Regions from separate parts of the Sus scrofa genome. Here region 1 is linked to region 2. Evidence: chromatin contacts called from public HiChIP or PLAC-seq data. All regions are on one chromosome and are shown on one strand. The core of a region is the stretch at or near the end of the contact, and the rest is flanking DNA. Distances in the headings are between cores, read along the strand shown. Region 1 overlaps NOL4L (nucleolar protein 4-like). Region 2 overlaps COMMD7 (COMM domain-containing protein 7).

Region 1 (5,946 bases), core at 2,996-5,495, 140 kb after region 2:
AATTAAAGGAGCCCGTTCTGTAGGGCACCACCGGGTACAGGGGGTGCCTAGGGAACGCCAGCCTGCCCCCACCCCACCCCCATGTTGTTGCCCCGCCCGAGGCACAAGACTGCCAAGATCTAGGTGTCTCTTGGGGAGACACACGGTCACCCCGGGTCCACAACCTGGCCTCTGGGCAAAAGAGAAGGCTTTTGTTTCTGGAGGTTTCCAGTGAGTCTGAAAGGCCCCTCTGCCTGCTTAATGGCTGAGGCCTTAGTGTCTGGATCACCCTAGGCAGCTAGCAGTCCTTTCTCCTGCCCCAGCCGAGAGCCTGGAGGTCCTGTCTCCACCTGCCATCCCAGCCCTCTGGATGCAGTCAGCTGCACCCCTGCCATGCCCGCCTTCCCTCCTCCCCTGCCCGCCTGCCCTCTGGGAAACCCAAGCCCACCCCAGGCCCCAGGTTCCTGTCCCAGGAAGGTAGGGCAGGAGGGAGACAGAGAACAGGATGGAGACTTCTCAAGGGGCTGCTGCGAGAACCTTTGCTTCCTGGCCTTGTGTTAGAAAGAAAGAAAGGAAGCAGAGCAGCCTCCCCTGCTTCGTGGTTTGTCCCCTGCAGAGAGTGGAGGCCTGGACGGTCCTGTGCCCTCCCCCAGAGCCAGGAGCACAAACAAAGGAGGCCGCCGAGGATCAGGAAGTCTGAGGATGGGAAATTCCAGGGCCTCCCGGCTCCACGCTCTTCTTCAACCAGCCCCTGAGCCGGGCGGAGAGGAGACAGAGATGAGAATGGGGTGTGTCTTGGGCCCAGCCCTGGCTGCTGGGGAACGGGGCCTCTGGGGCATGTTTCACTCTTCTTTGATGTGACAAAATATGGCTGTGGCTGCAGACTAGGAGTTAGCAGTGGGCAACGCAAGTTACCTGCCCAAGGGTCTCTTCCCCAGCGAGAGCCTCCTGTGCAGGTGGTGGCACCTTGGCAGCCAGGCCCGGGTTCCTCTGTGTGCTTTCCAATCCCCTCCCTGCCTGATCCCCCTTTTCTGTCCTTCCCCATGTGACCCCATTCCAGCTTGTTCCTCTGCCCCTGCAGCCTTCCTGTGCTGGCCTGTCCTCTTTTGGCTCTCCTACCTGCTCGCTGTGTGACACGGGGTGGTTGCAAAGTCTCCCCACGTGCTGTTGCCTTATCTGTAAAATGAGGGTCTGAACACTAGCGCCCACCTCACGAGTTCTTGGGAGCATCGCGCAGGAGGGTCTGCCTGGAGCTGTGGTCTGAGTGCTTGACTGGAAGTCCTGTTGCAATCCTCTCTCCACAAAGCTGCCTGGACCTTTTCCAGAGCCCTGTGAGTGCTGCTGCCTTGGAGCCCTAATGACCATCCCTCTGCACCCCCTCCCCCCGACTGTCCCCACCCTGAATGCACACACATCCGCACTCCTTGAAGAGGTGCTGACCTGTCGATTCCCCTCCCTGGGGGAGAGGTTTTTCCACCATCTTCTGAGCCAGTCCTAGGCCTAAGACCTCTCTGAATCTGAACCCTGCCACAGGCTGGCTGGTCTCAAGGCCCCTCTGTGCCAGGCCTTCATCATCTTTCAGCCCCCAGCCCTGCCCCCGAGGGCTCTCGCCCCTGGCACCCAGAAACTATAGGCGTGTATGTGTGTGTGTGTGTGTGTGTGTGTGTTTTGTCTTTTGAGGGCCACACCCGCAGCATATGGAGGTTCCCAGGCTAGGGGTCTCATCGGAGCTGTTGCTACCGGCCTATGCCAGAGCCACAGCAACTCTAGATCCGAGCCGCGTCTGCGACCTACACCACAGTTCACAGAAATGCCGGACCCTTAAACCACTGAGCAAGGCCAGGGATCAAACCCGCAACCTCATGGTTCCTAGTCGATTCATTTCCGCTGTGCCACAAGGTGTCTTTGGACAGAGGAGTTCCTCCATCCTGTACGTGGAAACTCGTGAGAATTGCCACCTTGTGTTCCACCTGGAGGACCCTGGGCCACCACCTCAGCAGGAACTTGGGTTGATTGGCAAATGCCACGGGAACGCAGCTGTGGTCAGCGCTCGGCCTGGCCTGGGAGAGCCTCTCCAGCACTGGTTATTCTCAAGGCCTGGAAAACTAGGTCTAGTGCTTGGGCTGGCTTCAGTTTTCCTTGGCAAAGACGTGTCGAAACATTTCTTTGGGTAGTTCCTCGCCTCTCTCATCAGCAACCTGCTGGGTTATTTCAGCTCTGTGACCCCTACCAGCTCCTAACTCACCAGTGGTCTCAGGTTACTTATAGTGGCTCAGGAGTGGCCCCTGTATTTGTTGACCACAGCAGGGGCCTGGCCTGTCCAACAGAGTCCAAGGAAGCCACTTCTTCCTCATTCGTGTGTCCATCCTAGCTCATTCCCCATCCCCCATCAGCACCTGGCTCCACAGAGCCCCACTGGCCCTGCTCTGTAGCTCTTTCCTACTAAGCTGAGTCTCTTCGTGAGTGGCACTTATCACCCCCAGAAGCTGGTGGCTCCCCACTGCCAAAAACACTGCCTGCCTGTCTCCTGGCTGTGCTGTGGCCGAGTTCTGACCTCCCACAGCCAGCTCCCTGGCACATTCCCCGCACCTGGAATGTCTCCCGCCGGCCAAGGTCCTGCCTCCCTGACTCTCTCACTTCTGGAACTGCAGACGCAAGCATTTCGCTACACACCGATCTCTGATGGATTCGTGTGTGTGCCCGGGATGTCCCTGCTTCCCCAAACAAGGGCATCCTGCCTCCTCTCCTTGAGCTCTCCTGGCTCACCTCTGGGCACTGGAAGCAGTTTCTGATCTGTGGACATGCTGGGCAGGGAGCAGGCAAGGAGGCCCCCTTCTTTAGCCTCCCAAGATTACATTCCAGCCATTGTGGGGTTTTTTTTCCCTAAATCAATTTGTACCTGGCTTTTTAAAAGTTACCTTGGGAATTAGTGTCATGGCTCAGTGGTAACAAACCCGACTAGTATCCATGAGGATGTGGGTTCAATCCCTGGCCCCACTCAGTGGGTTAAGGATCCGGCATTGCTGTGAGCTGTGGTGTAGGTTGTAGACACGGTTTGGATTGCAGCTACAGCTCCGATTCGACTCCTAGCCTGGGAACTTCTATATGCCACAAGTGCCGCCCTAAAAAAGAAGACAAAAAAAAAAATTTTTCCTTAAATAAAAGTTACCTTTTTAGGAGTTCTCTGGAGGTTCAGAGGATTAAGGACTTGGCATTGTCGCTGCTGTGGCACAGGTTCAGTCCCTGGCCCGGGTACTTCCACAGGCCACAGGCGTGGGCAAATAAATAAACAAATAAATGAAGTTACCTTTTCGTAAGTAGTCGTGGCATATCAGGCAGGACATGGGTGACCATCAGTAAAGGAACAGGGTCCAGCCTCCACAGACAACAGAATCGCCATGGCACCCAGTGAAGTCTTCACTGAAGCTCTGATCAGGCCTCTTAGGGTGGAGGGCCCTTCTCACGTAGCAGCTTTTCACCAGACAGCCTTGTCTTTGAGGAAATGGAAAGGACAGAATCTTACATCTGAAGACCCGAGATCCGAAAACGGGAACCGTGGCTCTTCTGAGTGATGTCATCTGAATGTGGCCACAACGTCTGCCCCACAGAGTGCATCTAACCCCCTCGATCGGGGCTGGGGGCAGGTCCCCGCCTGCCCCTGGGTTGCAGAAGGTTTGATCCAGGCAGCAAGGAGAAGAGGACTCAAGGTCACAAAAATGCATTTAGCTTCCCCAGAGCTCGGGGCGTCTATGCCGGAGGAGCCAGTGTGCGCTGGTGCCAGGGAACTCCTTTGCCACAGAACCAAGAGGCAAGCCCTTAAGAAAAGGAAAAAGGTTTGGCCCATTTCAAGTCAGTTTCTGAGACATTCTCCTAGTGATATTTACCTCCTCCTGGAAGAACAGAAATTCTGCATATGACAGCATAGGTGTAAAAAGCCAAACTGTTCTGCATTTCCGTGAAACCTGACAAGAAATGTTATTCAAGAGGGATTCCACCTCAAAACTCATGGACCCTGTTTTCTGTAGGACTGTCGGTATCCTTACCAAGTAGGAATTCCCTTTTGGGTAGTTTTTCCCCCTGTTGGCAGGGGCCTTTTTTCTTTATCGTGGCAAAACATACCATAGAACTTGCCATTTTAATCATCTTCAAGTGTACAACTCAGTGGCTTTAGTCATATTCACCCTGCTGGACAATCACCACCACTATCAATTTCCAAAACTTTTTCATCACACCAAACAGAAACTGTGGACCCATGAAGCAGTAACTTCCCATCCCCACACCCCCGCCCCTAGTAACCTCTCTTCTACTTTCTGTCTCTGTGAATGTGCCTGTTCTAGATATTCCATCTACGGGGAATCACACAGGATTTGTTCTTTGGCGTCTGGCTTCTTTCACTCAGCAGAGTGTTTTCAAGGTTGCAGGGGCCTGTCTAGCCTGGGCTCCGGCTCTGGAGGAGCAGCTTCAGCAGATCCCTGCCTTTCTCAACCCCCACCCCATCACCCGCTCCCCTGGGCATCCCCTGGGTGCAGTGCAGATGGCAGAGAGTAGTTGCTCCCACTTCTCCTCGCACTGCTCAAACCCCAGCCCGTGAGCAGAACTAGGCCCGGGGGGTTGGTGGGGTGGGTTGGGTGGGGCTTGGGTCAAAGGCCTGGCGCCCTTGGAAGCCAGGGGAGGAGGCGGAGAATAGGTAACCAAGACTATTTTCTGGACAGAGGCTAGGGCCGGGTCAAGTACTAAATGACTAAATGAGGCCCCAGTTAGTGTGACGTGTCCCAGCCAGTGGCTCCAGGGTGTTGAGCTTGGTCACCGTAGGGGACATCTGAAGGGGAAGCTGGGCTGGGGAGAGAAGTGATGGGAGTTCCCTTTGAATCACGCTTCCTGTCCTCTCAGCTTCTTCCAGTGCCAGTGCAGTCTCTCCCATGCGACCCCCACGGTGGCATCGAGGATGCAGAACACAATGGCTGGGCAGTGTCCCCCGCAGCATCCTTTGCCAAAGGCAGCCTGGCCAGACATTTCAAGAGTTATGGCATATTCCTACCCTTTGACCCATGAATTCCACGTCTTGGAATCTGGTCTAAAGAGGAAACGATCAGAAATACAGGCCAACATTCATGCACAAAGATGTTCCCCGCAGTGTTTATAACAGCCCCCCAATGGGGAACAACCTAAATAGCCAGTCATAAGGGACTGACTTAAGGAAAGTATGGAAAAATAGTACAGGACTATAAAAATTATACTTGCAAAGCAAAACAATGATGGTGGGGGAAATGCCTGTGACAAAATGTTAAGCAAAAAAAAGTTTTTTTAAAGCGGATTATATCATTCTCTGTACACATTATGATACCAAGCATGTAAAGAAGAGACATCACAGGGAAAAAAATAAACAGAAGCATATGCCAAGCTGCTTGGTGCAATTATGGGTTTTTTTTATTATTATTATTTTTCCTTACATCTTTCCACATTCTGCAAATGCTCTGCAAAGAGAACATGCGTTACTTTGATCTTCAGGACGAGAAAGCAATAAACGGGAGGAACAGTGCTCCTCTCCGCGTGATTAAAGAGGAACTAGAATTTGGGGGATACTGGAGGCCTGGCCCAGACCCCTGAGCCGTGTGGTACCTGATGTGCTTCAGGGGGTGATGCTATGGAGGTGGGGGACCAGGTGGAGTGGTGGCGGGCCTGGGAGCTGGCTCAGACCAGCCTTGGAAACTTAAATGACCACGAGGCCCTGGCAGTTACAGCACTCATAATCGAGAGAGGGTGTGCAGGGCCATAGATAGGAAGGGATGGCCACACAGAGAGCTCACACTCTGTCTCCAAAGAGTGGCCGCCACCCAGCCAAGCTGGGTGCTCACCACATGGGCATGAGGGCTCTGTGCGGCCAGACCCTCCATCTTTCACAGAAGCCAGAAACCCCTGATGTCTGAAATGCAAACTCTCTCCCGAAACACCAGCACCTAATTGAAA
Region 2 (5,916 bases), core at 2,311-4,810:
GTTTTTTTTCAGCTCAGAGCCCTGTTCCTGATGAACTGTCATTGTAAAGAGCCTGGAGGACAGGAAAGAGATTCTCTTTAATTCCTTTTTGTCCTTGAAAGACTAGCTTAATGAAAAATTGCACTGGATATAGAGAAACTGAACTGAGAGGGGCCCAGGGATCCTCCAGACAAGGAACGAGGCCCAGAGAGAGGCCCTCCCTGTGCCACTCAGGGTGGGTGCCTGTCAGGAGTGTCCTGGCATCAGGCAGCCTGGCTGGGGAGAGACGGTGCTACAGGGAAGGGCAGGAGGAAGTCCCATCGGACACCTGGAAACTCAGAAGGAGTAGCCCCTCTGAGGAGGCATCCCTACTTCCTGTCACTGGGGTGGGCACCAGACTGATTCCCAGGGTGAGGGTGGACCCCAGTGCCAGTTGGCCTTAGACAAGCCTCTGTCCTCCTCTGAGCTCAGCATCCGGGCCACGCGGTGGGGCATGGGAAGGGGTCTCTAGCAGAGGATGGGGGCGTGGGAAGGGTGCCTGCCTTTATCTGAGCCCTTCAGACCAGACGGGGAGTCCTTGCCTGGACTCTTTGGAGTTGGAGTGGGGAAAGGGGGGCACATGGCCCACCAAGGGGCCCCCAGACCTGCAGGGCAAATGAAGAGGAGGAGGATAAATGGCAGGAATGGTTTAGAGCCATGAAAGTGGCGAAAATGCGGAGAGGGAAGGCAGCAGGGGGGGTTAGAGGGCTGAGCGAACCCGAAGCCTGAGGTCAGGGCCTAGTTCTCTGGCTTGCTTAGGTTACCCTGGGCCCAGGCTCTCTCCTCTCGGCTGCTGTCTGTCTGCAGCCTGGGCTGTGTGCCTCGGTTTCCCCCATTCACAGGAATGAGATTTATAGCACCCGTGTGTCATCAAGCCCACGAAGGATGTTGCACAAGTCAAGTTCCAAGTTCTAAGGAATTGAACTCTGACTGAGGTGCTTGGAGAGATGAAAATAAGCCCAGCAGAACAATGTAAGGATATGTTAGAATTGCCTTTTTAATATATTATATATATATATGCGGTATGGTGAGAAGGAGCAGAGAGAGGATGTAAAACACGTAGATAGTGTCCAAGACAAAAGCTCCGAGGGTGAGATGAAGTAAAACTGGCCAGTCCTTTGAGGCAGGCTGGGTACTATCAGTTGTTTCTGTTCTTTGAATCCAGGCACTCGGGCTAATCTGACAGAGCCCTTGACACAAAGGTGCCCCCTGGTGGTTAGTTCTAAAAAATACTGAAGGTTCTCTCACTTGCTTTTTTCTCATTAAAACAGCAGGAGCTCCCGTTGTGGCTCAGCAGTAACGAACCCAACTCCTATCCATGAGGATACGGGTTTGATCCCTGGCCCTGCTCGGTGGGCTAAGGATCCGTGTTGCCTTGAGCTGTGGTGTAGATCACAGACACGGCTCAGTTCTGGTGTTGCTGTGGCTGTGGTATAGCCTGGCAGCTGCAGCTTCAATTTGACCCCTAGCCTGGGAACTTCCATGTGCCATGGGTGCGGCCCTAAAAAAAACCCCCAAAACAAACAGAAAACCCCCAACAGATTATACTTTTTTCTGAGTACCAGACTAATATATCCAAATGCAATAAATACTCTGTAGGACAAGCTCCCGGAAGCACAAAGGCTGGGCTGGTGGGTGTTAGCAGTTTACATGTAGGCAGGTGACTTCTAAGTCTCTTTCCAAAATAATTTGCACTCCCTTTTTGGTTCAGAGAAACATAAACACCGAGATGAGACTGGGTGGGTCACTTCCCCTGCAGTGTTCTGTCCATAAAATGAAGGGGCTGGACTTAGGAAAAAAAAGAAAAGAAAGGAAGGAAACCAATCTTCTTTGAATAGCATGGCTCCTGCTTTGCGCTCAGAGGTGGGTGTGGTGAGACCCACCTGGGGCTGAGCCGCCAAAGGCTTGATGAGGTCGCACAGCTGGTGGGTCTTCCCAAGCCTGGCTGATCGCCACACCCTTCGCTGCCCACGACCCCACCCTCCTCCCCAGCTTCTTCATCCAGTCCACTGACAAACAGCTCTGCGTAGCCGCCAGGGCCAGGCTCTCTGCACCACGTAGGGGAGGCCGCAGGAGCAAAAGCAGGTCTGTCCCTGCCCACTTGAAGCCTCTCACGACTAAATGCGTGCTTGCGAACAGAACTGAAAGGTCAGGGCAGGAGGCACGGAGAAGGGTGGGGTAGGGCGAGGGGAGCCCGCACTCGCCTGGACACAGCCTCTGTCTTTATTCTGAGGGCTTGGGTGACAGGCATGGGGGTGACTGAGTGAAAGATCAAGCCAAAAGACCAGTGTGTGCTTCGGAAGCTGCCATCTGAATCTCCCTGGTGTCACATGTCCCTTGGAGCCCCCACCTGGGCCTCTGGGCCTGCCATGTGGGGAGCCTGTGGCCGTTGAGCCCAACTCCAGCAGCCGGGTCTGAAGAGCTGGCCACTTCCGCCCTCTGCTGTCCCTGTGGTTGGAGGCAGGGGCCGGGACACCTTGGGCCAGTGTGGAGGGGAGCGGCAGAGGCAGCTGCCCTGCCCAGGAGGGGCTGGCCCAGGAGGGGCCGGGGCCTCCTAACTCCCAGCTGGTCTGTGGTTCTGAGGGCCGGCTCAGCCTCTTCCTGCCATCTGTCCCAGCCCAGGCTCCGTGGGAAGGAAACTTTCCAGGGCTTCTCCCCACCTCCCTCCCCACTTCCTCCCCCCCAGCCCCCCCACTGTGAGATGGGACCAACCAGGCCTCCTGCCAGAGGGGTTAGGGGGCTGGGCAGCTTCTTTTGCGGACACTGCTCAGCCCTCATTCCTGTGGGTGTCCGTTCTTCCCTTCCCAATTCCCTTCCCAACAGCGTGTGCCAGTCCCCTACCCCCTGCCAGTACCAGTTAGATGCGGGGACAGAGAGGGGTGGGTGGGACACCCCTGCGGTCTGGAGCTCAGAGCCCGGAGGGAAGATCTAGAGCCAGCCTGGTGGAGTGAGAGGAGCACATTTCTAGAACCATATGTGCTAAGTGCTGCAGGCTGGAAGGAAGAGGGGGAGGGCAGGGCAGTGGTCAGAGGAGGAAGAGTCCATGGCTTCCTTCCCTGGACTTCCAAGCACAAGGTCTGGTGTGTCGAGAAATGGGGCGGGGCTGGGGGGAAGCAAGGCGCGCGCGCGCACACACACACACACACACACACACACACCCACACACACGTTGTGGTCCATTTCCCCCACAAAACTAAAGCTCTTTAATTTGAAGGACTGTTCTTTATTCTGAGATGATGGCCTTCCTGGTTTTTGGTGTTTTCCTGTCCTTTCTGGAAGACAGTCTGTTGTTTGCATTTTATTGTGGCTAAAGAGAACATGAGTTCTGCTCTCTTAATGGTACGTGTGTGGTACAGTATCATTACCTGGATGCCCAGTGCTGCCCAGCAGGTCCCTCCAACTTACTCCCCTGGCCTAACTGAAACTCTACCCACACTGACTAGCAACTCCCCACTTCCTCCCCCGCACCTCCACCCCAGCCCCTGGCAGCCACTCTTCTACTTTCTGTTTCGATGCGTCTGCTCTGGATACCTCATCTGCTCTACATACCTCACGGACGTGGACTCAGGCAGTGCTTGTCCTTCTGTGACCAGCTCATGTCACGTAGCATAACGGCCTCAAGTTTTCGTCCGCATTGTTAGCATAGGACAGGACTTCCTTCTTTTTCATGGCTGAATAACATTTCATCATCTGTATGGACCACGTTTTCTCTCTCATTCATCCACCAGTGGATGTGTAGGTTGACAGTGCTGCAGTCAACATGGGAATGCAAATATATTTTTGAGATCCTAACTTCAGTTCTTTTGGCTATATACCCAGAAGTGGGATTGCTAGATCATACGGTAATGCTATATTTAATTTATTTTGAGGAACCTCCATACCGTTTTCCCTAACAGCTGCACCATTCTGCATTCCCACCCGCAGTGCACAAGGGTTCTCTTTTTCGTATCCTCCAACACTGAACACTTGTTAACATTGTCTTGTTGATGCCTCCTTGTGGTTTTGATTTGCATTTACCTGATGCTTAGGGATGCTGAGCGCCTTTTCATGTGCTTGTCGGCCATCTGTGTGTCCTCTTTGGAGAAAAGTCTGTTCAACTCCTCTGCCCATTTTTTAATTCAGTTATTTGGGTTTTTGCTATGGAGATGTGGGAGTTCCTTATATAATAACTTCTTATCGTATGTACAGTTTGCAAACATTTCTTCCCATCCTGTAGGTTGCCTTTTTGTCGATTGTTTCTTTTGCTGTGCAGAGGCTTTTGAGTTTGATGTAGACCCACTTGTCTATTTTTGCTTTTGTTGCCTGTGCTTTTGATGTCATATTCAAGAACTCATTTCCAAGACCAATGTTCATGACACTTTTCCCCCTCTGTTATCTTCTAAGAGTCTTATAACTTCAGGTCTTGAATTTAAGTCTCCAATCCATGTTGAGTTGACTTTTGTGTATGGTAGAAGATAAGGGTTCAATTTCATCCTTTTGCATATGGATATCCAGCACCATTTGTTGTTTGGTTCTAAGGGCTTCCTTGGCAGAATAACAAATTTACAGTGCCTTGCAGGTTCCCTATAGTTTCCTTAGAAGTGTTCCTGGGCTGTGTAAGTACCTGACATAGTGTCCTTGAGGATGTGGGTTCATTCCTTGGCCTCACTCAGTGGGTTAAGGATCTGGCGTTGCTGCAAGCTGTGGCATAAGTTGCAGAAGTGGCTGTGGCTGTGGCTATGGTGTAGGCCTCAGCTGCAGCTCAGATTGGACCCCTGGCCCTAAAACTTCCATATGCCTCAGGCGTGGCTATAAAAAAAAAAGAGAGAGAGAGAGTTCCTGGTTTGTGAAATCCTGTGAACCAGACTCTCATAATGTTACTATAGTGATGTTTTATATTTGAAAAACTAGGATATGTGGTCCCGTATACAAATGGCTCTTATGAAAAGAGTGGGTCAGCCAGGAATGTTCCAGAAAATCTGAGCCATAGGGCCCATGTCCTTGGAGGCCTGGCAGTTGATTCCTTGTCCCCAGTTAGACCATGAGCACTTTGGAGTTGTGGGCCCCACAGAGGAGGCGGAGTTAGTGTGTGTTCACGTCCATGCAGCCAGGGGTGCTGACACCAGAGAGATGAAGCCCTTTGCCCACATCACAGAGCAGCTCAGCCAGAGGTGGCCCGGCCCAGGGTTTCCCAGTTCTTGGGCCAGCACCGTTTGAACAGCACGTGGCTCCCTGCCTACACTAAACAAAACCTTCCTCACCCTGCAGTCTAAAGTGGTTGACAAAGAGCTTTTTCCTTCTGAACTGGAAAGCCTTGATTGTGCAGAGATGGGGTTTGTACCCTTTAGTGTCTCCCCCAGCTTGCCAGCAGGGCACCTGACACATGGGCAGAACATGTGAAGTGTCTGAACAAGGGGTGACCAGCTTTTTCAATTGTGAGGCAGCTCTGTGTAGGAGCCAGAAATTAGAAAATTCAAATTCTTTTTCCTGCTCTGGCACAGATTTGCTTTGTTGACACTGGGCCTCAGTCATCACATGTGTTAACAATAACAGGAACAGTAGTTCCCGTTGTGGCTCAGTGGGTTAAGAACCCAACTAGTATCCGTGAGAATGCGGGTTCGATTCCTGACCTCGCTCAGTGGGTTAAGGATCTGGTGTGGACGTGAGCTGTGGTGTATGTCACAGATGTGGGTCGGATCTGGCGTTGTGGTGACTGTGGTGTAGGCCAGCAGCTACAGCTTCAATTCCAGCCCTAACCTGGGAACTTTCATATGCTGCCCTAAAAAGAAAAATGATAATAGTAACATCAACAGCAATAATAGGAAACATGTAATGAGTGGCTCCTATGTGTCAGGCATTGCACTGACCACTTTCATAGGTATAAACCCACTTACTCCTCCCAGTCACCCCGGAGATAGG

Evidence for each region. HiChIP or PLAC-seq counts read pairs in DNA pulled down with a chosen protein or histone mark.
Region 1: a contact with region 2 is called in an H3K27ac HiChIP or PLAC-seq map of alveolar macrophages. The contact joins two enhancer-like sites. A contact is called at or near these places in 2 of 47 Hi-C or Micro-C datasets (blood and mesenteric adipose tissue) and 2 of 2 datasets of contacts at active chromatin or transcription factors (alveolar macrophages and skeletal muscle).

The regions. Positions count from the first base shown.
Region 1 is chr17:36,135,415-36,141,360 of Sscrofa11.1, reverse strand. All of the region lies in intron 3 of NOL4L (nucleolar protein 4-like), which reads left to right. Among named protein-coding and RNA genes, the nearest start is that of NOL4L, 63 kb to the left of the region's middle. Within about 2 kb of position 4,245, at least 4 of the 83 cell types and tissues checked have an H3K27ac peak or open chromatin away from gene starts, as enhancers often do. A contact at or near this core is called in alveolar macrophages, where this site is marked.
Region 2 is chr17:36,277,750-36,283,665 of Sscrofa11.1, reverse strand. The region is part of intron 6 of COMMD7 (COMM domain-containing protein 7); the gene reads left to right. Among named protein-coding and RNA genes, the nearest start is that of COMMD7, 45 kb to the left of the region's middle. Within about 2 kb of position 3,560, at least 38 of the 83 cell types and tissues checked have an H3K27ac peak or open chromatin away from gene starts, as enhancers often do. A contact at or near this core is called in alveolar macrophages, where this site is marked.